2 separate regions of the Xenopus laevis genome follow, and region 2 is linked to region 1. The links are chromatin contacts, called in public Hi-C maps. All regions are on one chromosome and are shown on one strand. The core of a region is the stretch at or near the end of the contact, and the rest is flanking DNA. Distances in the headings are between cores, read along the strand shown. Region 1 overlaps araf.L (A-Raf proto-oncogene, serine/threonine kinase L homeolog). Region 2 holds the start of LOC108698841 (lysozyme C-1).

Region 1 (5,908 bases), core at 1,574-4,073:
TATATATACAGTGTGTGGTGGGATTGTTGCTATTGTGTATATATACAGTGTGTGGTGGGATTGTGTGTATTGTGTATATATACAGTGTGTGGTGGGATTGTGTGTTATTGTGTATATACAGTGTGTGGTGGGATTGTTACTATTGTGTGTATATATACAGTGTGTGGTGGGATTGTTGCTATTGTGTATATACAGTGTATTTAGCACAGACAATAATGATACATTGATGACACACACTAATAAACTGTACAGAAAGAAGAATAACACCTGCAAGTCTGACCCTGACCCCTCCTTTCCTCTGCACTCTTGCCCCCATGTTCCCCATGATTGTTATACACATCCCCCCCCCACACACACACACACACACACCTGACCCTTCCACTAGTGTCAGTGTATTTCTATTAGTCACAGTTTCCCTTTAATGTACAATTAGAATTAATACAAGCTAATCAGCCGTTACATTTTTGGTGTACTTCCCCCTAATTGGGCTCCCATGTATATACTAGCAACTTCTTGTCACTATTTACTTCCTTCTATTTATCTCTATAGGCTGATCAGCTGCCCTACTGATTCTCCAGCCTAGCACTGTGCCTCTAATGTTCTTAAAATGATAAATAATCGTTTAATAAAATACTGCAGTCCTCTCCTGCTTTATGGCAGCTGAGATTCTAGCTATCTGTATAACAGAACATTCTGTCCCAGTGGCTGCACAGATCCTCTCTGATCTCCATTGTAAGCAGCAGTCCTGTCCTGCTTTATGGCAGCTGAGATTCTAGCTATCTGTATAACAGAACATTCTGTCCCAGTGGCTGCACAGATCCTATCTGATCCCCATTGTAAGCAGCAGTCCTGTCCTGCTTTATGGCAGCTGAGATTCTAGCTATCTGTATAACAGAACATTCTGTCCCAGTGGCTGCACAGATCCTATCTGATCCCCATTGTAAGCAGCAGTCCTGTCCTGCTTTATGGCAGCTGAGATTCTAGCTATCTGTATAACAGAACATTGTGTCCCAGTGGCTGCACAGATCCTATCTGATCCCCATTGTAAGAAGCAGTCCTGTCCTGCTTTATGGCAGCTGAGATTCTAGCTATCTGTATAACAGAACATTCTGTCCCAGTGGCTGCACAGATCCTATCTGATCCCCATTGTAAGCAGCAGTCCTGTCCTGCTTTATGGCAGCTGAGATTCTGTTTTCGAGAGGGAAAGGGTAAGTGGAGAGGGCTGGGTTTGTTTTTAGTGTGTAATAAGTGACATTTTTGGAAGTAGTGCAATTGTTAGGACAATATTTTCCCTATACAGGTTTGTCCTGTGAAAGTGACAGATTGGCCAGTAGAGCAGAGCAATCCTTGCCTATGAGAGGTGTATAAGCAGTTGGTGCCCAAAGTAACTTGCTATTCCAGTGTAAGGCAGGGCTGGGCACAGGTAGCTCTTTGCATACAATATAATAAGCTGTTCTGAAAGCACCTTGGATGCTCTAACAAAGTAGTTTCCTTACTATACTAATGTAACATCTAGTTTGTTTTTTTTTTAAAGGTTTTATTGTATTGAATTTTAAACACAATAAAGAAGAAGACATTGACAAGAATAAGATGGTGTACATCTGGTTAACTTCTCATACAGCACAAAATATAACGACTGCCAATTCTTTGCATATTTAATTAAACCGACTTTCTGCTTTACTGTAAGGTCTGCTCTTACATCTATATATACATTGTTAGCATTCTGTTCCATGAAAGATATATGAGAAAATAATAATATATACAAACAACTATATATTGCTAGAAGAAATAACTCTTACGTTTCTTATGTAATAACTATCTGAATGAAAAGCATGAAATAGGGGGGTGATTTCAATAAACTGTTTGTTGACTGATCACCAGCTAAAGGTCTACTGATAGATCCTCATCTACCCCTGCTGTAAAGTGAGACGGCTTGTCCCCCTGTTACACATTTACTTTATATTTATATTGTGCCGGGTCATCTGTCTGTGCTTGTTACTACATACACTACTGTCAATGTTTAACCTGTGCTGTTACTGTCACCTGCTTTACCTGCTAGTCCCAACAATTCATGGCTACAGTGCAGGCCAAGTCACCTATTTATTTGTTGCCATAAAGCAAGACAGAGCTGCTGTATGTGTGCCAGAAAGGAAGTAGAGGCAGCCACATAACAGATACAACCCCCATGACTGGTCAATACAAGTGACTACAACTTAAGATGTGAAACAATCTTTGTGTGTTTACTATTAACCTATAGTACTGCGCCCACGTATGTAAATAAATACAAACTCAGGCTGGAGAAAGGCAAACAATTACAAGGAATTAGGGTAGTTAAATTAGATTGAAAGCTCTGATGATGACTTACTCCTGTGTCTATGTCAGGGTTGTACAACATAGTCTGATAATAACAATAATGGTATTGTATGGGTGCTGAGAGAGGACATCTCATTGTTGCTTATATGTGATCTTGCCACAGGCAGCACCCAGACTGAGGCCTCAGGAGTGGGAGCTGAGAGGTAGGGTGGGTCTCCCTGCATGTATGTTGTCTATATGAGGGCTACCTCATTGAGACACATCTTTAATACATCTTTAATGCAGCAATTCCATCTTTCTTCTTTCTTTTTGCTATTTTGAAGAAAAATAAACGCACATCTCTGCATCAGGAACAGACTCTGTTCTGAATTCCCCTTCCTCCTCCTTCCCTCAGTGTTTATGGCTCCCTTCCCTGTCCCATCTGCTGCATGATTCTTCTGCCAAATGGTATGGGGGAAATGCGACAAGACTGCAAGCGCAGGGCAGTGGGTGAGCTGGGAATGTGCAGAGAGAAGCTGGAGCGGCACAGTAACAGGGAATCTGAATGTCAGCTTCTTTTTTAGCTCTCTCCCATCTTTGTCTTTATTTCTGCCTTTCCTTTCCAGGGCACCAATGAAGCGCTCTCACACACCTCCTGGTGCACTAGTAAATGGTGCCTTGCACTCTCTCTCCCGTGAGCTGGGTAAGGGCAGTGCTGTTATGTTGTCTGCCGCTGTCCTGGAGCTGCCCAACCCTGGTGCCCGGATGCCCACCCAGCAAGTAAGCTCCCGGGGAGCCTCAGTCAGCGAATACCCACACACAGACGGCAAGTCTGGGGGGACAGTCAAAGTTTATCTTCCCAACCAGCAGAGGACAGTGGTGAGTCTCCCGCCATCTTCCATATGTCTCATGCTGTCATGTTATCGCCTATTTGTAACCCAATTTCCCTTCTTATTGTGCCTCTCAGGTGAACGTGCGCCCTGGTATGACCGTATATGATTCTCTGGACAAGGCATTGAAAGTGCGAGGTCTGAGCCAGGAATGTTGTGCTGTGTATCGCCTGATACAGGGGTAAGTTCAGTGCCACTGGTACAACATGGCGCCTCTTTTCTACCTTTGCTGGCTCTTCACCTTGTGTTTCCCTTGCAGCCGGAAAGCCCTGACAGATTGGGAGACAGATATCACACCCCTAGTGGGAGAGGAGCTGATGGTGGAGGTTCTGGCAGATGTTCCTTTATCCATGCACAATTTTGTAAGCTGTTTGCAATTCTTCTTGTCAAACTTAGATTTTTATTATTAATAATAATAATCCACCAGCTTTTCCTTCTCTGCTGCACAGATTCACATTCTTCTGTTTCTCATCCAGGTCAGAAAAACACATTTCAACCTCGCATTTTGTGACTTCTGCCTTAAATTTCTGTTCCACGGCTTCCGCTGCCAGACCTGCGGCTACAAGTTTCACCAGCACTGCAGCAGTAAGGTGCCCACAGCCTGCGTGGATATGGCCAAGCTCCCAAAGCCACTGTGAGTACCAGCTCCCACCAGGCCACAATGTCTCTTTTTCTATTCAATCTGAGCTAAAAGCTCTTTAATACTCAACTTTATTTGGGATATTCCATAACATGCTGCAAATTGTCCCCTGTGCAGAGCAGCCTATCAGAAGCTTTCCTTGGTCTCCTACAGACAGAATAGGCAAAAGTCTGATTGGATGCTGTGCATTTGCTGTGCTGGTGCAAATGAATAACCATGTTTGTGTCTCAAATAAACATGCAGGAACCCCCCCCCCCCACACACACACACACACACTCACACAAATGTTTAGAGGGGCATTGCTTTTCTCCATTTTGTTAGGAACTTGTGTGCGCTCTTCCTTTATTTTCACATTGTGTATTCCTCCTCTCTGCACCTTCCTTCAGTTGTATTTGCCGCCCTCTTCTATTAGTGCTCTTGTGCCCATTACCTTTTGTTCATGCTTAGATTCTGTCAGTAATAAAAGCAGGAAGTTGAAGGTTTCCATGCAGTCTGTCAGCTTGGCGTGTGATTGGTCAGGATGGTGCTCTAATAATAATCCTGTTTGCCTTTATTTAGGACGCCTCTCAGCTATCAAGACTTCCAGTCATATTATGAACATCCCACTGTCCACACGCCCCTCAGTCCCCAGCCACCCAGGTAATGAATCACACCACTTGCTCTTATGACCTTCATTATCTTCTCCTCTTCATTTCGCTCTCCCTGGGTCCCATTCCATTCCATGTCTCCCTCTCTCAGCCCCCGGACACAGCACCCCGGATCCGCTTCCTTTTCATTTCCTGGTGAGGGACAGCCACTGCAGAGACATCGCTCCACCTCCACCCCCAACGTTCATATTGACAGCACCACTGGCCCCGTGGATAACTCCATCATTGAGGTACCCCACATACCAGACACCTCTCCTGTGTGATTGTGCTGACAAGACTAGTGGCAGGAAGGGGGCTACTCCATATGCTGGGAGACCGTGGGTCAGATTTGTTTTGGGTTCCACGTAGAACTGCTGTTATTAAACCTACTGACAGTTACAACATTATTATTAATAGAATAATAACCTCTATTTTGAATTTACTGAGAGGACCTTTTCATGATCTGAATTTGCTGTTTTACACTACCAATAGGGTTTGTACTGACTAATAAGTCAGTGGGGCCTTTTGCATTACATGTAACTCTATACGCCAGGGGTCCCCAAACTTTTTCAACTGTGAGCAACATTCAGAGAGTTGGGGAGCAGCACAAGCATTAAATATGTTCCTGGGTGGTGCCAAATAAGTGCTGTGATTGACTAGTGGTAGCCCTATGTGGACTGGCAGACTACAGGAGGCTCTGTTTGGCAGTACATCTGGTTTTTACACAACCAAAACTTCAGTCTCCAAGCAATTCAAAAATAAACACCTGCTCTGAAGCCACTGAGAGCAACATCCAAGGGTTTTGGGATCACTGCTATAGGTCAAGCGATCATGTTAGTTCAATCTTTGGCCACTAGAGGGAACTAATGCCTTTATGTTGCCAATGGGAAGAGAACAGCCCAGGAGCTGTACATCAGAGCTCTGTAGCTGGGTAAGTAATGGGGAGGTCATTAGTGGGGGGAAATGCAGTAAACTAAGGGGAATATTTACAAAGACTTGGAACATTTTTTTCCATGCACTGTAATTGCAAGGATATCCCGTTATGCCAATGTCGCCATACGCTTTCCTAAATACTACACTGCCACTTTAAAGAGGTTGTTCACCTTCCAAAAATGTTTTAAGTTTAATTGTTTTCTACCAGGAATAAAGGCTTTTTTTCAATTATTTTCCATTTTATATTTTTTACCGGTTTTCCAAAATCGAAGTCTATTATCAAGTGCAGATTCTAAATTGTTACAATTTTACATTTAGTTGATCCATTTCTCAGCAGCATCTCTGGAGTATGAGCAACTATTGTATCAATTCTAACAGCTGCCTGTAATGAAACTCATGGATTCTGCTCAGTACGGACAAAGATAAGAAATGTATCAACTAAATGTATCAATGTAGAACCGTTTACAGGGTCAGCGACCCCCCCTCCTAGAGCTGCGTTAAAAGGGGAAAAAAAATGACACTTTACA
Region 2 (5,908 bases), core at 905-3,404, 120 kb after region 1:
CACAACCTCACTGTCCTGACTGTGAAGAACCCTCTACGTTGCTTCAAATGAAAGTTCTTTTCTTCTAGTCTAAAGGGGAGGCCTCTGGTACGTGATCCACTTTATGGGTAAAAAGGTCCCCTGCTATTTGTCTATAATGTCCTCTAATGTACTTGTAAAGTCTAATCATGTCCCCTCGCAAGCGCCTTTTTTCCAGAGAAAACAACCCCAACCTTGACAGTCTACCCTCATAATTTAACTCTTCCCTCCCTCTAACCAGTTTAGTTGCACTTAGTCTCTGCACTCTCTCCAGCTCATTTATATCCCTCTTAAGGACTGGAGTCCAAAACTGCCCCCATACTCCAGATGAGGCCTCACCAGGGACCTATAAAGAGACATAATTATGTTTCATCCCTTGAGTTAATGACCTTTTTTATGCAAGACAGAACTTTATTTGCTTTAGTAGCCACAGAATGACACTGCCCAGAATTAGACAACGTGTTATCTACAAAGACCCCTAGATCCTTTTCATTTAAGGAAACTCCCAACACATTGCCATTTAGTGTATAACTTGCATTTATATTATTTTTGCCAAAGTGCATAACCTTGCATTTATCAACATTGAACCTCATGTTCAATGTATGTATGTATATATCTATGTATGTATCTATGTATGTATGACTTGTATGTATTTATGTATGTATGTATGTATGTATTTATGTATGTATGTATGTATGTATGTATGTATGTATTTATGTATGTATGTATGTATGTATGTATGTATTTATTTATGTATGTATTTATGTATGTATTTATGTATGTATGTATGTATGTATGTATGTATGTATTTATGTATGTATGTATGTATGTATGTATGTATGTATGTATGTATGTATGTGTGGCTTGTATGTATGGCTGGTATGTATGTATGTATGTATGTATGTATTTATTTATGTATGTATTTATGTATGTATTTATGTATGTATGTATGTATGTATGTATGTATGTATGTATTTATGTATGTATGTATGTATGTATGTATGTGTGGCTTGTATGTATGGCTGGTATGTATGTATGTATGTATGTATGTATGTATGTATGTATGGCTTGTATGTATGTATGTATGTATGTATGTATGCATGTATCATTGTATATATGTATCATCAGCCAAGAGATCTATGTATGTATGCATGTATGTATGTATGTATGTATGTGTGTATTATTACATGCATGTATGTAAATATCAATGCATGTATGTTTGGCATGTCATTATGTTTGATTCCAGATACAATGATACAGAGGACAATGCCCGTCTGAGATAGAAACCAGAACGCCAGTGCTGCAAGGCAGAAATTCTCACTGAGGGTTGTAGGGCTAGAGATAGTACCCGTGTATATGCCCCCTCTGGCTGCCCAGCTTTGGCATTGGTGATGTGTGAGGGTCACAGGGGGCCTGAGCATAGAGGAATACTCAGGATATGATAGAGGGTAACGCACCAATCAGCAGTTCCTGTTGTTCTAATGACCCATTGTGTTGCCTCTCCAGAATTGGGCAGAACAATTTGTTTCTTTGGGTGCAACTTGCACGTTGGCATATAAGAGTTCCGTGTCCATCTTCATGCCCCTTCCTAGCACACCAAAAAAAGCCCCATCGGGGCATAGAAGAGTTGCTTGTCCACTTTCATGCCCCTTCCTAGCACACCAGAACCCATGGGCACTATGTTCAACAAGAACCCCCTATTTACTCCGTGCCTGTTTTATATATCCGGCACAGGGCTCCCTGGTACAGGACTCTGCACTTTGCCAATGGTGCAAGTGGCACCAGGATACAGAACACAGTTGCTCTGCACAAGAACTGGGCACAAGGACGATGCAGATTAATACAATAGTGACAATAGTGACTAAATGGCCCCTCTGGTCTGCAGAGGGTGACAGACATGAGTATTGGGATGGCTCCTCCTGTTTAGACCTTGGCCAATTTGCCATCTCCTTTGCCAGAGGTCCCACACTGCATGGCATGTCCACCACCAGAGGGTAAAGCAATGTAAGGGGGTTGGGTGGCCCCCAAATAGCACATTAAGGCAATGCTATCAGTGAGCAGCTGGTTAATGATTTATTAAACCCGACATATAGAAGTACTGAGCAAACAAATCTCCTTTAAAAAGGCACAAATTAGTAACAGAGGCATCATATAGTGAGAGCCAAGCAGAGCACCATGAAGGGTCTCCTCTGTGCCATTCTTTTTGCCGTCCTTGTGGGCAGCGAGGCCAAAGTCTTCACCAAATGTGAACTGGCCAAGGTGCTGAAAGCCGGGGGCCTGGACGGGTATTATGGATACAGCCTGGCCAACTGTATGTATCAATATGATATAATAATAATAATAACCCTCATTGTGTCCCACTCCTGCTGCTAATGCTCCTCCTTGTTTCAGGGATGTGCTTGTCTTACTACGAGAGTCGCTACACCACCAACGCCATGTACGACAATGGCTGGAGTCGTGATTACGGCGTCTTCCAGATCAACAGTTACTGGTGGTGCAACGATGGCAAGACCTCCGGAGCCGTGGCAGCCTGTGGCATCAGCTGTAGCAGTAAGTGTCTTTGTGTCATTGTTACATGTCACATGCACACAGGAGAGGGACACGTAACCACTATATGGATCAATATCAGATCTAAATATAGGGACAGAACCCATAAAGTGCCAAATACAGCTTGAGCAGGCAGTTGCTTTCATTATTCTACATAAAGAATATGGATCATTGGCTTGGAGGGTTACTGCATTGGGTATTTGTGTTAGTCCTAATTAGTACATACAGTCAACTACACATTAGTATTAGACTAAACCTGCTGCCTCTCCCTACAGCTAGCCCTGAATATGATGAGCAGTGGAGTTGTAGTTCTGCTGAAAACATAACACACGTGCACCCATAAAACTCCTTGGGGTAAATTTATCAAAGAGTGAAGTTCCGCCACTAGAGTGAAATTCCGCAGCTCACAATTCATTTCTATGGGATTTTGAAAGGCATATTTATCAATGGGTGAAGTGAAAGTTCACCCTTTGATAAATACGCCTTTAAAAATCCCATAGAAATGATTATAAGTTAGCCACTAGGTGGTATCTTACCCCTACACGATTAAAGTTGATCTATAAAAATACTAATGGTGTGTGCTGGAGATGTGGAGTGGAAGCTGGTTCTCTATTGCACATTTTTTGGACATGCCCGCTTATAAAAGTGTTTTGGGAAGATATCAGGCACGCCATGAAACTTATACTAACATACGATATACCTGACGATCCTGCGTATGTGCTTCTTTTTCATTCTGATACAACTCTCAAGGTCTTTCTGTCTACCATAGAACCACATCTTTTAAATGCTGCAAAACTTTTAATCCCGTTAAAATGGAAACAAACCGCGACCCCGACATTAAGAGAATGGTATAAAAAAGTGGATGAACTCCACAGGTTCGAAGAACTTTCTTTGTTCAGGACTGAACGTTCTCAGGAATATATTTCCATGTGGTTTCGGTGGGTTTCGTTTAAAGAAACTGACTTTTATAGGAATACTGCCCTGTAGTATAACTCCAATACCTCCATCCAAGGGTCTCTTTGCTTCTCTTCCCCCCCCCACCTTCTTCTACCCAGGGGCTCATTCTATTATGATTGTATCTTTGGACAAGTTATATTTTGTTTATGAATATGTACAGATAACATGTTGCTCAATGTACCCCTTTTCTTTTTTCTGTACCCCTTCTGCTATTTTTGGAAAATAATAAACAGCTATTTGAAAAAAAAAAATCCCATAGAAATGAATGGAATTTCACTCTAGTGGCGGAACTTCACTATTAACTTCACTCTTTGATAAATATACCCCTCTATGTCCAGCTTATTCATTTTAACGGCATTTTTTAATTTTCAGATTTAATGAATGATGACATCACTGATGACATCACCTGCGCCAAGAGAGTTGTGCGAGATCCCAATGGCATGGGAGCCTGGTGAGTCCTGGTTGGGGGTTACACACTGAGCAGTGCCCTTAGTAAATGGTTACAAACAAACCCCCTGAAGCTCATTCTCCCTACTAGAGGGGCTCATTTCAGTCACATGGTCTGTTAGTGGTTCCAACCCCCTTATCCCCCTCGTTAATGCAAGGAAAACTCTTTGGAACTGCGCTGAGATGCAGAAGATACCATTGCATGGCCGGAGGTTCCCCAATGACTAATAATATGCATTTTTTTCTGGTAGGGTTGCATGGAATAACTACTGCAAGAACAAGGACGTGAGCAGTTTTGTAAGTGGGTGTGTTCTGTGAGGAGGAAGAGGAGTCAACAACAACTCCCTGCACCTCACATCATTCAGATCTTAATGTCATTTCTTCATTATGTAATATATAAATGCTGTGAATCCATTCCCGTGTGTCTGTCTGTATATTATACACCTCAGCTATGGAAGAGTTGGCTGATGGAACGGTTCAGTTTCTCTTGTGTTACAAGTAAAGCACCCAGCAGCTGTGCACCCTAGGAGAGCACCTATGGGACCAGCTTGGTGCAGTTTGGGCTATGAGAGTGTAAATGTGGGGACATGAGGCCTGGGTGATACAGTGATACTGGGTTTAAATGTATATGAGTCCCCTTATCCTATGTAACCCATGAGAACCCCAAGTGATTCCTAATACATATAAATCATATACCCTCTGCTCTAATTCCAGCCTGTAGGTTATGCCATGAGAATGCCAGAGCAGATGTTAATAACATGGCAGGGACAGATTAATGGCAAACTAACTAATGTAGAGAGAGAAACTCAATGTCAGGACTTACAGCTGCTGCTTTGAGCTGCTGGTTCCTCAGACTGTATATGATGGGATTCAATATGGGAGTCCCAGTGGAATATACCATGGATGCTGCCATGTTTAGTGCCTGGGAAGAGCCCACACTGGGCAGCAGGTTCATGAAGATCAGTGCTCCATAACACAGCACTACAGCCATAAGAGGTACATGTGGAGAAAGTGTCTGCCATTCATGCCAATGAACAGGTCGGGCAAATATGGCTGTAGAGAGGGTGGCACAGATATCACTGATCCTGGTGTCAGAGCAGGGGAACCTCACAGTACAGCTGCTTTATAGAATTTGCCCACAGAACACAAAGCCCAATGTAAGGCCAGTATTGATGGTTGTGTTGAGCGGCCCACACTGTCAGGCAAACACAGCTAACTGCACACAAACTTGTTGGTTACAATAACGAGGCAATCAGTCATATAATAAATCATATAATCAGTCATACCATCAGTCATATAATAAGTCATACCGTCAGTCAGATAATCAGTCATATAATCAGTCATATAATAAATCATACCATCAGTCATATAATAAATCATATAAGTCATATAATAAGTCATATAATCACTTATATAATAAGTCATACCATCAGTCATATAATCAGTCATATAATAAGTCATACAATCAGTCATATATTCAGTCATATAATAAGTCATACAATCAGTCATATAATAAGTCATACAATCAGTCATATATTCAGTCATATAATAAGTCATACAATCAGTCATATAATAAGTCATACAATCAGTCATTCCGTCCCCGTCACACAATTCAATACTCACAGGACACAAGCATGCACTTAACTATTTCCCTGCAGGCTAAGAGGGAGGGATAACACTCTATTGCCCCATGAGACTACGAGGGGAAAAGCCTATCAACACTTGTCCTCACATTGTGTTATTCTACAAACTCTTTCCATTATGCCCCATTATGCAATACATACATTTAGGGGCTGATTCACTATGGGTCGAATATCGAGGGTTAATTAACCCTCGATATTCGACTAGGAATTGAAATCCTTCGACTTCGAATATCGAAGTTGAAGGATTTAGCGCAAATTCTGCGATCGTACGATCGAAGGATAATTCCTTCGATCGA

The links. Hi-C and Micro-C count contacts between places; a contact is called where the count stands out from the background.
Region 2: a contact with region 1 is called in a Hi-C map of the XTC cell line, with 4 times the contacts expected there. The contact joins the promoter of LOC108698841 here to the enhancer-like site in region 1. A contact is called at or near these places in 2 of 4 Hi-C or Micro-C datasets (the XTC cell line and animal cap).

What each region holds. Positions count from the first base shown.
Region 1 is chr8L:1,090,893-1,096,800 of Xenopus_laevis_v10.1, forward strand. araf.L (A-Raf proto-oncogene, serine/threonine kinase L homeolog) reads left to right here. Exons shown (of 16, transcript NM_001089907.1): 2 at 2,919-3,171; 3 at 3,260-3,363; 4 at 3,442-3,544; 5 at 3,659-3,816; 6 at 4,381-4,461; 7 at 4,561-4,699. The coding sequence starts at 2,926. Among protein-coding and RNA genes, the nearest start is that of araf.L, 8.0 kb to the left of the region's middle. Within about 2 kb of position 2,824, at least 1 of the 7 cell types and tissues checked has an H3K27ac peak or open chromatin away from gene starts, as enhancers often do.
Region 2 is chr8L:1,213,031-1,218,938 of Xenopus_laevis_v10.1, forward strand. LOC108698841 (lysozyme C-1) reads left to right here and starts at 2,155. Exons shown (of 4, transcript XM_041573878.1): 1 at 2,155-2,329; 2 at 2,410-2,568; 3 at 3,895-3,973; 4 at 4,221-4,383. The coding sequence starts at 2,194. The coding sequence ends at 4,287.